Linked DNA regions of Mus musculus: region 1 is linked to region 2. The links are chromatin contacts, called in public Hi-C maps. All regions are on one chromosome and are shown on one strand. Each heading gives the region's core, a stretch centred on a gene start, on an enhancer-like site or on the middle of the called end of the contact. The rest is flanking DNA. Distances are from core to core; before and after follow the strand shown.

Region 1 (4,913 bases), core at 985-3,484, 97 kb after region 2:
AGGCTGTAGTCGTCGCACACCTGGAGCAGAGAGTCGTGCGTGTTGCAGTCCCGGAGCTTGCCCAGCCGCGTGCGAGGCAGGCGGTCCAGAGTGCGCCACAGCACCTCGTGCGCCAGGCCCCCGACGTTGAGGCGCACCCGGCGCGAGCACGCCTTGCTGCGCACGATCTCCATGGGCTCGGGCGGCAGCGAGCTGGTGGAGCGCGAGCCATGCTTCGTCATGCCCGCCGGCATCGCTGGTCTGGCCGCCCCCGCCCCCCCTGCCCCCCCAGGCCGCTGTCACTCGACGGCAAGGCCCGCTGCCGCGGGGGCGGGGGGCGGGGAGCTCTGCAGGCCGCTGTGGTGCAGGGGTGCGCGAGGGCGGGCGTCGCGGCTACCGTCTCACCTCCATCCCGACGGCTGCGAGGCAGAAAGCGAAAGCGGACACGGGTCAGCGAACCGTACTGTGAGGCCCCTCCCCCAGGGTCCCCTACCGGCCTTGACCTTCCCAAGGCTTAAGCGGCTCAGGGGAGTTGGGGGGCGGGGGGGGGGGAAGGGAGGACGGATGGCTGCTGTTCCTCCCGCCGGTGCTGAAGTCAGCCCCACCCCAGGACGAAGGGAGGGGTGGCCCTCCAGGCGGGAGAGGCCCCCAGGAGGCTCCCAGGAAGCCCCACCCCCGCCCTGGCGCAATCCGGCCGCCCGGGGCGCTGTCCGTCCCGTCGAGTGCTGAAACTCCCTGCTCTCGGGCTGGAGAGCCCAACCTGGCCCCCGCAATTGGGAGGCAAGGGAGAGGCAGGGAGAACTTTCTTTCTCTCTTTAGTGAGTTCTCATCTCCTCCCACCCCAAGATAGTCAAGATTTTGGGTGGGAGCATAACGATGGCATTGGGCTTGCTTTTTCTAAATCTTAGAAGATTTTGGGCCGAGTGAGGACTGTGGAGGCTACCAGATGCCCACCTGTCGGAGGCCACCAGGCTGCCCTGTCCTGGGGCGACCCCACTCCTCACAACACCAGGACCCGAGACCGCTCCGGAGACCAGGTGAGGGTCGAAGGAGCCAAGCCAGCGGGGTCTGCACCTCCTTGTGCGCCCCCTCCCCACTCTAGCGCAGGAGGGGCGCGGAGTCCTCGGGATCCGCCTGCTCGGTGCTCCCCTCCTGCCCCTCCTCCTCTCTTTCTCCTCCTCCCCCTCCTCCCGCTCCTCCTCCTCGCTCCTCCCGGCGATGGCTTTTTATAACTCCGGGTTCTGCGCCTTTGCCCGGGCTCGGAAGAGAAGGGGTGGGGGAGGTGGGAGGCGGGGAAACCAGCGGAATCTTCTGGCCTTTCGGAGCGTGCCCTCCTCCCGCCACGCACCGGTGATTTCGGGGGGTTCCCGGGCCCTACAGCCCGCGGGGCACACGCCCCGCCCCCAGCCCCGGGGTGGGCCCGCGCCACCCCCCTACCCCGCCACACTCACCCCCAGGGTGGCCGCCTCCCGGGGCCGCGCCGCGCGCATCTCGCCGGCCGCCCGCCCGCGCCCCCGCCCGCGGCAGCGGCGGTCCCGGGGCCGGGCTAGGCCTACCCGGGCCGGCCGGGCGGGCGGGAGGGCGGCGCCGGGGCTGCGGGGCGCGGGCGGGGCGCTCTGCGGGGCGCAGGGACGGCGCGGCCCGGGCGATCGGCGGCGCCTCCGCCTCCACCTCGGGCTCCGGCTCGGCTCGGCGGCGGCCGCGGCTGCCTGCGCGAGATCAACAAGTCGGGCTGAGCTTCGGCTCCGCGCTCGCCGCGATTCTGTCCCGCACTTCGGAGCGCGGCGAGTGGCACCGAGGCGGGACGGCGCCACCTGCGGGTCGGAAACGCGCGCGGCTTAACCCCTCCGTGCCCGGCCCGGCCCTGGCTCAGGCCGCGGGGCCCACCCGGGCTGCTTGACTGCGTCCTGGCCACCACGAGGCTGAGCGCCTACTGCATGCATGCGCTGCACGTAGGACGGGCGTGGGAGATACAGTTGCGAAGCCAACTAGCCTCTGGGTCGCCGGGCTCCCTGGAGAGCGACTGTAAACAGAATTGGAAGACTATGTCAGACAGGCTAGAAGCTGGGAGGATGGGAAAGCTGGAGAAGGCAGGTGGCAATTTTAAATAGCCCTTGCTTTGATTCCATTCCAGATTCTACAAAATCAAATTCTAGATTCTGGAGGAAGGTGGATATTACACCAATTAACAAACCAACAGGCAAAAGAGGTGGGCAGCTGGGTGGTAGCTGTTGAGGAGAAACATAAGGCCAGGTGAAGGGCCAGGGAAGACTCAGAGTTTGCCGGGCCTTGTTAGTCACTCACCCATGGGTGCTAACTTGGACAGCTGCTTCTAGACTGCCGAGGGTCGAGGCTCAACCGAGAGATCCACTGGCCCTGCCTCACCCTGTGCGGTGGGGCCGGCAGGTTCCGGAGTGACTGTAGGCAGGGTTGCATGCAGAAGGGGTCAGGTATCCCTCTGTCAGCCACACTTGGGCTCGGCTGGTTTGTTCTCTGACACACGTATCTGTTGTGCGGTGTTAAGGAGTTAGAGATGCAGCAGAGAACCTTGTCCTGGAGGGGGGGGGAACTTAGTGGGACATGGTGCCCCAAGGTAAGGCTTTCCCATCTCCACCTGGGTTCCTTTGCACTGCATCACGCAAAACTGTTTGTAAGAACCATTCACTCTGGTCAGTTCCCTTCCCAGCTTCTCTCCCTGTGACCTCTGCTCCCAGCTCCCCCATCCCTCCTCTATCTACAGTGCCAAGGCTGTCAGAATGAATGTTCCATTTCCCAAACTGAATGCGGTTGTCAGTGGAGTAAAGCCTCCACGGGTTTTCCCTTGCTCTGGCCTGATAGTTCTGGCTCAGCCCCTCCCTCCTCTTCTCAGTTTGCCCAACACTGAAGAAAAACAAGCATTTTTTTTGTTTGTTCGTTTTAAAGGAGAAAGCTTCGGTCAATCATGAGTACTACTGGGGAGTCATGGGAGCAGGGGAGGCCATGCTGAGAGCGTAACCCAGGAGCTCAGCAGGGCCTCTCAGAAGTGAGGACAGACTCTACCACCATGGTAAGAAGGGAGTGATAGATGTGGGGAGGTAAGAGGAGTTCCACATGGAGTTGTGTCTAGGCTAGAGGCCAAGGGCAAATGAGGGACAGCCATACGCCTCCCTGGCCACCACAGTAACAGCATAGAAAAATACAAGACTTAGCACTCAGGAAGCAGAGGCAGGCAGGTCTCTGTGAGTTTGAGGCTAGCCTGGTCCACAGAGCCCATTCTAGGACAACCAGGGCTACACAGAGAAACCCTGTCTCAAAAAACAACAACAAAAAGGACAATGTAAGATTTGTTTTCCTTCCCTTGCGTCCCTATGTGCGTGTGTGAGAGAGAGGGTTAGGGTTGGTGTCAACTCACCACAAATTAAAGTCACCCGAGCAAACAGCCTCACCTAAAGAATTGTCTTAATTGCTTTAATTGATGTAGGAGGACTGACCAGAATGTGGGTAGCATCTGCTAGTGGGGGACCAGATTAAATAGTGTGGAAGAAGGAAGACCACTTGCCCTTGTTGGCCTGGCCTGGCCTCTTGCTTGAAGCGTTGGACGATGATGATGACGATGACGACGAAGACGATTCCTCCACTGAAAACAGAAGCAGCAGCCATTTCAGGTTTCCATCCTGGACCAAGGACCTTCAAGTCTCCAAGAACTTGCAGATTTTTGGTGCAGGATTGATGACTACTGAGGCACCTCCAGGACCAGTCAGCTCCCGGATTCCCAGCCTCGGTGTTGAGACTATTTCAGAGTGAGCTGATGACATGCATTCTCTAATATATTTGGTATATAAAATGTTTCATATTTAATATAGAAAATGTGGGATCCCATCAATTCTGTTCCTCCAGAAAATTCCAGCTTACAGAGGACACATGTGCACACCTGTGTGTGTGTGTCCTGTGGAGGTCAGAGGTCAGCCATGGGCTTGTTCCTTGGATGGCATCCATCTATCTAGTTATTTTATTTTATTTTATTTTATTTTATTTTATTTTATTTTATTTTATTTTGAGCTAGCCTCTCTGATTGACTGGGAACTCTCCAAGCAGGCTAGGCTGGCTGGCTAGTGAGCCCCAGAGATCCACCTGCCTCTGCCGCCCCGCCCTGGGAATAAAAACATTCACTGCCCTGCCTGTTTTGTTGTTTGGTTGTTTTGTTTTGTTTTGTTTTGTTTTGTTTTAACGTGTATTCTGGGGGTTGAACTCCGGTGCTTGCGTTTGTGAGGCAAGTGCTTTGCTGACAGCCCTGTCCCTAGGCCCACTTATTCTGAATTCCTCGTCCCCCCACATCCCCCCAGAGCATACTCCCTACCTCATAGGCAGCAGCTGTTATCTACTGAGTGGATAGTATGTTCTTGGGTTTTTTTTTTTCCTGTGTGATTTTGAAAAACAATTCATAGCTTTTTGCTGTTGTTATTTGTTTTGCCTTTTATTTCCCCCAGAAAATATTTCAGTGTATAGCCCAGGCTGGATTTGAACTCTCCATGCTGTGAGTCTTATCCCTCTGAGTGATGTGGGACTACAAACCTGCATTACTTGCCTGCACCCCTGTGCTCTGTTCCGTGACTCTGACTCTTTTCTCTTTTCATTTTGTTTTATGTTCATTGGTATTTTGCCTTCGCGTGTGTCTGTGTGAGGGTGTTGGAAGCCCTGGGACTGGAGTTACACACAGGTATAAGCCACCTTGTCAGTGCTGGGACTTGAACCCGGGTCCTTTGGAAGAACAGTCAGTGCTCTTCACTGGTGACCCACCTCTTTAGCCCCACATTGTTTCTTATCTTCAGGAGATCTACTCATGATGATGTGGGTTCAGCAGGAAACTGGCCCTCACAATGTGTCCCTTCCTCACATGTCACTCAGTGAAGGCACCTGAGAGCAGCCTCTCACATCAACTCACAGACCAGCATAGA
Region 2 (4,743 bases), core at 826-3,325:
GGGTTTCTCCGAGTAGCCCTGGTTGTCCTTATGACTAGTCAGGGCTCCAACTCAGAGATATATCTGCCTCTGCCTCACAAGTGCTGAGACTAAAGGTGTGTGCCACCATTAGAGGGGGGCTATGTTTCACAGGTTTTTTTTAAGATTTATTTATTTATTTATTTATTTATTATATGCGAGTACACTGTAGCTGTTTTCAGACACTGCAGAAGAGGGTGTCAGATCTCATTATAGATGGTTGTGAGCCACCATGTGGTTGCTGGGATTTGAACCCGGGACCTTTGGAAGAGTAGTCAGTGTTCCTAACTGCTGACCCATCTCCAGCCCTTCACATATTTTTAACCTTGAGTTTCAGGAAGAGGGATAGTTTCTACCACAAATGTAATTTATACCATGTGTGGACACATAAGTTGTGTGAAGCCACATGTGCCGTTGCAGAGTGGCACTGACTACTGCTGGCCACCACGCATAAGTTTGGACAAACAACCAATGTGTACATATGCAGTAAAGTTTTTTGCAAAGACATTGCCTGGCCCGGGCATGATAATGAGGCTTTGAGAGTATAACCAATCAGATGTGAGGCATGCAAATGAGGTATGATAATGAGGCTCTGTGAGGTACAGAGAGAGTAACCAATCAGATGTGAGACATGCAAATGAGGTATGATAATGAGGCTCTGTGAGGTACAGAGAGAGAGAGTAGCCAATCAGATGAGGAACATGCAAATGAGGCATAGTGCATAACCAATCCGGGTGTGAGACACGCCTCTCCTAGGCCTATATAAGCAGCACCAGTTCTGGGCTCGGGGTCTTTTCGCCTCTGCAATCAAGCTCTCCCAATAAACGTGTGCAGAAGGATCCTGTTGCAGTGTCGTTCTTGCTGGTTGAGTCTGGCACACGCAAGAATAAGTGAGAATTTCATGAGTCTCCCTTCCCAGTTCTGAGTAAGGCATGTTCACTCTGACTCTATTCTCTATTCTGATCTCCTAGTCTTTCTATTCTACTGTACATTAGTCTTTAAAAGGACCAGGCAGGGACTGAAGAGATGGCTTTGTGGTTAACAGTGAATTTAAGACATGACATTTAAGTGTTAAGAGGAGCCTGGAAGAGATGAAGGGCAGGACTGAAGAGCCTGGCTGGGGCCTGCAGTCATCACAGGATGGGCACTGGTGGCTCGGGAGATTGCATTAGAGTGGAAAGGCAGATCTCAGCTCTGTGGAGCTCAGAGGGAGTGCCTAAAGGCCATTTACTTCAGCCTTGCCTGGTGTAGGGGAAAGATGGACATAACTAGAATACCCAGCCATAGGAGACTAGCCTTTGTCAAAGACAGGACGCTACAAGGAAGACTTACTGAGGACCTCATACATTTCCTAGTGGGATGTGGTCCAGGATGCACCCAGTGAGGTTGTGAGGCAGTGTGGGCTGAGCATAGGCAACTCTGAGATGAAACACAAGAGGGCAAAACAAAACACTCTGCACATTGGTGTGTGTGTGTGTGTGTGTGTGTGTGTGTGTGTGAGTGTGTGTGTGTGTGTGTGTGTGTGTGTGTGTGTGTGAGCTGTGGGCCAGGATTGCCTCTAGAAATGGATTAGGGCCCAGAGGTGGGAGGGGGATGTTTTTGACTTTAATGTTTGGTCCTGTTCTAGTGGACCTCAACTGGTGATAATTTTGCCCCTCACCCCACCCTTCACCCCAATCTCATTGAATCCATAGGGACAGCTGGGGATGTAACTGCACCAGGGTGTTCCTGCTATCCAGGGTTGGGGTTGCTAAGCACCCCACAGCTGTCAGAATGGCTCTAGCCAAGAAGAAGACTGAGGCTGCAAGACAGGATCTGCATGAATTCAGTCAAGTCTATTTCTAAAGATGGCCTCTGTGTTGAGGGTTTGAAACATTCTTTAGCTCCTTAGTCAGTAGGAAGCGGGTAACCGGAGGGAAGATGGTTTGCGTCTCGAATGGTCAAGTGTTGGACAGCCAGAATCAGTGTCCATGGAGATTGTCTTTTATAACAGATCTCGCCCGAGGAATAGCAGAAGTTGTGGGTTTCTTTTTACCAGCAGGAAACCCTCCATGAAGAATGGATGGAATGAGTCATCCATGGCCCAGCCCTCCTCCAGTGGCTGGTGGATGAGGAAGGTATATGTCTGCTCTGAGAAGCAGACAACTAGACACGCGCACGCGTGAAAGGAGGCCATCGAGAGGTGAAGAGCAGCTCGTGAAGAAGATGGTGTCTGTCCAAACAAGGATTGCTCTGTGTCCTCACAGATGAATGAGGTCACGCTGGGAATTCCCTCTGCAGGATCTGCCCTGACTGATATGCAGCTTTATAAATGTGCATGTTTGTCTCCTTATCTTTTACTAACATATTAATATAGTTTTAAGAAGTAAATATTTTTAGGTTGCAAAACTTGATTCTTCATCTTTATATGATTATACCCCAAATCTTTGATCTGGAAGAAATAAAGGCCATGTATTTAAAAAGAAAAGAAAAGAAAAGAAAAGAAAAGAAAAGAAAAGAACCATCCTTTGTCCTGTAGGCCATGGTGCAGGTATTTACTTCTTCCACATCTGACATTAGGAAATACACCACTAGCCAGGCTTATACTTACACACTCTCTCTCTCTCTCCCTCCCTCCCTCCCTTCCTCCCTCTCTCCCTCCCTTTCTTCCTTCCTTCCTTCCTTTTTTTTGTTGTTTTGAAACAGGCTTTCTCTGTGTAGTCCTGACTATCCTGGATCTTGCCCTGTAGACCAGGCTGGCCTCGAACTCTCACAGATCTGCTTGCTTCTGCCTCCCAAATGCTGGGATTAAAGGCATGTGCCAGCATCCTCCGCTATAAACTTTTAAAAACCAAATGGAAAATGTCCTGTCCTGTGAAATTCAGCCCATGGTTGGGGGATAGGGCTTGGATGACCTTAACCCTTGACCTTCTGGGCTCCCCCTCTGAATGCTGGGAATACAGTGTGTGTCATCATGCTTGGCTTAGGCAGTGCTGGGGATAGAACCTACATGCTAGGCAAGCACCGAAGCAACACTGTCGGCTAGGAGTAGAGGCGTCTGAACAGCATGTGGCTGAGTACCAGTGCAGTAGATGACTGCAGTTGATGTATTGTGACATCAGAGTCAACCAGGTAAAGCTGCTCCTGGCCTTCAGTATCATCAAAACCACAGGAGAGCAGGTGCTTCAAGTAGCTAGGTGCTCAGGCCATCTGGTTCACAGTACTTGGTACACAGTACTTGGCAGAGAGCCCAATGCTGGTAGCTATTTCTGGTCCGTAGTTCTGGTCAGTCCATAGCTGTGGATGGCCTGTGGCTGTGGTCAGCCCGTGGTTGTAACTGGTCTGTGGCTGTGGTCAGCCTGTAGATGTGGGTGACCTGTGGCTGTGGTCAGCCTATAGATATGACTGGCTGGTGGCTGTGGCTAGCCTGTAGCTATCGGTGGCTGTGACTGTGGCTGGCCTGCATGCGCACCTCCTTTGACCATTGCATGTAAAGAAACTAGAGGCCATCACGGACTTAGAAGCTGGCAGATCTCTTGTAAAATATAGATTTCTGATTTTTTCCAATGTATTATTTACACTTATCTGTGTGCCTGTGTGTGTGTATGAGAGAGAGAGAGAGAGAGAGAGAGAGAGAGAGAGAGAGAGAGAGAGAGCACAGTATGTATGTGTATGCCTGTAGAGGTCAGAGAACAATTTGAGGAGTTGTTTCTATCCTTCTACCATGTGGGTCCTAGTGCTCAAACTCAGGACACCAGGCTTGGCAGCCAGTGCCTTTATTTGCTGAGCCATTTTGCCAGCTCCCGATTTCTTGTCCTTATAAGATATAACACTGCTATCCTAGTCCCGAGGAGATAGGAACCAGCTGTGGATGGTGTCTTCCAGCTGTCCACCCCTACCCCTTTCTTTATTCCTGGAATCCAGGTTGCTTTGCAAGTCCATCACCCTTCCCCCTCCCCCACCTGTATTTAATCAACTTCCTAGGTTGAAAAGACTGTTACTTTGTTTTGAGCTTTGGGAGGCTGGACTCTCCTGGATCCCAGCTGCCTGGAGCTGCTGCTTCTGCCTCCCCTCCAGGGAGTGCTGGGATGCACCGGGTTGCATGGTGAAACATTCTTATGGGCAAGGGGTGCCCAGGTAGAGTGGCCATTGAGAACCACATGGCTGGCACTGGGTTGTGATTCATGGACACAGGCTTATGTACTGGGGGTGAAAAGCCCCCATTTTCATGCACCCATCCACTCTTGATGGACCTTCCAGGTCCCCAGACTCTCAGATTCAGCCTTTCTTAGACTCCCCAGCCCACCCAAGCCTCCCCGCTCTCCCGGAAATAAGCCAAACACCAGCCGACTTGTTTTCTCCGGATCTTTTATTTGAACGCTGCAGACTTCATTAAGGGACCATTTGCTTGAAAATTCTTAAACATGTGATTTTTTTTTTTTTATACAAGACAGGACAGCAGCTGGAGGTCACATAGGGGTCACAAGTCCCTCTCACCACATGCAGAAGACGACACTGGAGTTTTGTTGGTTTCCTTGTGTGTGCACTCATGTGCACGTATAAGACATGCACGCTGATGTGCACTGTCACATGGACAGGAAGGGCTAGAGCCTTCTACTGATGAAGGTTGAACAGGACCCATGAACACAACCCAAAGAAGAGTGGTGAAGACCCTGGTGGAGTATGGCTAATATGGTTGGCTTGGCCTCCTTGAAAGATGGAGCAATCCGAATGGCTTTGCTGGCA

What was found. Hi-C and Micro-C count contacts between places; a contact is called where the count stands out from the background.
Region 1: a Hi-C map of embryonic fibroblasts shows a contact between it and region 2, with 19 read pairs. The contact joins the promoter of 1110018N20Rik here to the enhancer-like site in region 2. A contact is called at or near these places in 17 of 39 promoter capture datasets (the 3T3-L1 cell line, the C10 cell line, the HPC-7 cell line and 10 more), 21 of 484 Hi-C or Micro-C datasets (B cells, CD4 T cells, the NIH/3T3 cell line and 11 more), 21 of 115 datasets of contacts at active chromatin or transcription factors (the 230-238 cell line, bone marrow-derived macrophages, cardiomyocytes and 12 more) and 3 of 9 other capture datasets (adipose tissue, liver and pancreatic islet).

The regions. Positions count from the first base shown.
Region 1 is chr2:167,188,391-167,193,303 of GRCm38.p6, forward strand. It overlaps 1110018N20Rik (a long non-coding RNA gene), which reads left to right and starts at 2,235. Exons shown (of 4, transcript XR_001783560.2): 1 at 2,235-3,025; 2 at 3,440-4,913. It overlaps Kcnb1 (potassium voltage gated channel, Shab-related subfamily, member 1), which reads right to left and starts at 428. Exons shown (of 2, transcript NM_008420.4): 1 at 1-428. The coding sequence starts at 233.
Region 2 is chr2:167,091,621-167,096,363 of GRCm38.p6, forward strand. It overlaps Kcnb1 (potassium voltage gated channel, Shab-related subfamily, member 1), which reads right to left. Exons shown (of 2, transcript NM_008420.4): 2 at 4,349-4,743. It also overlaps the pseudogene Gm11471. Among named protein-coding and RNA genes, the nearest start is that of Gm39984, 15 kb to the left of the region's middle. Within about 2 kb of position 2,076, at least 48 of the 459 cell types and tissues checked have an H3K27ac peak or open chromatin away from gene starts, as enhancers often do. A contact at or near this core is called in bone marrow-derived macrophages and embryonic fibroblasts, where this site is marked.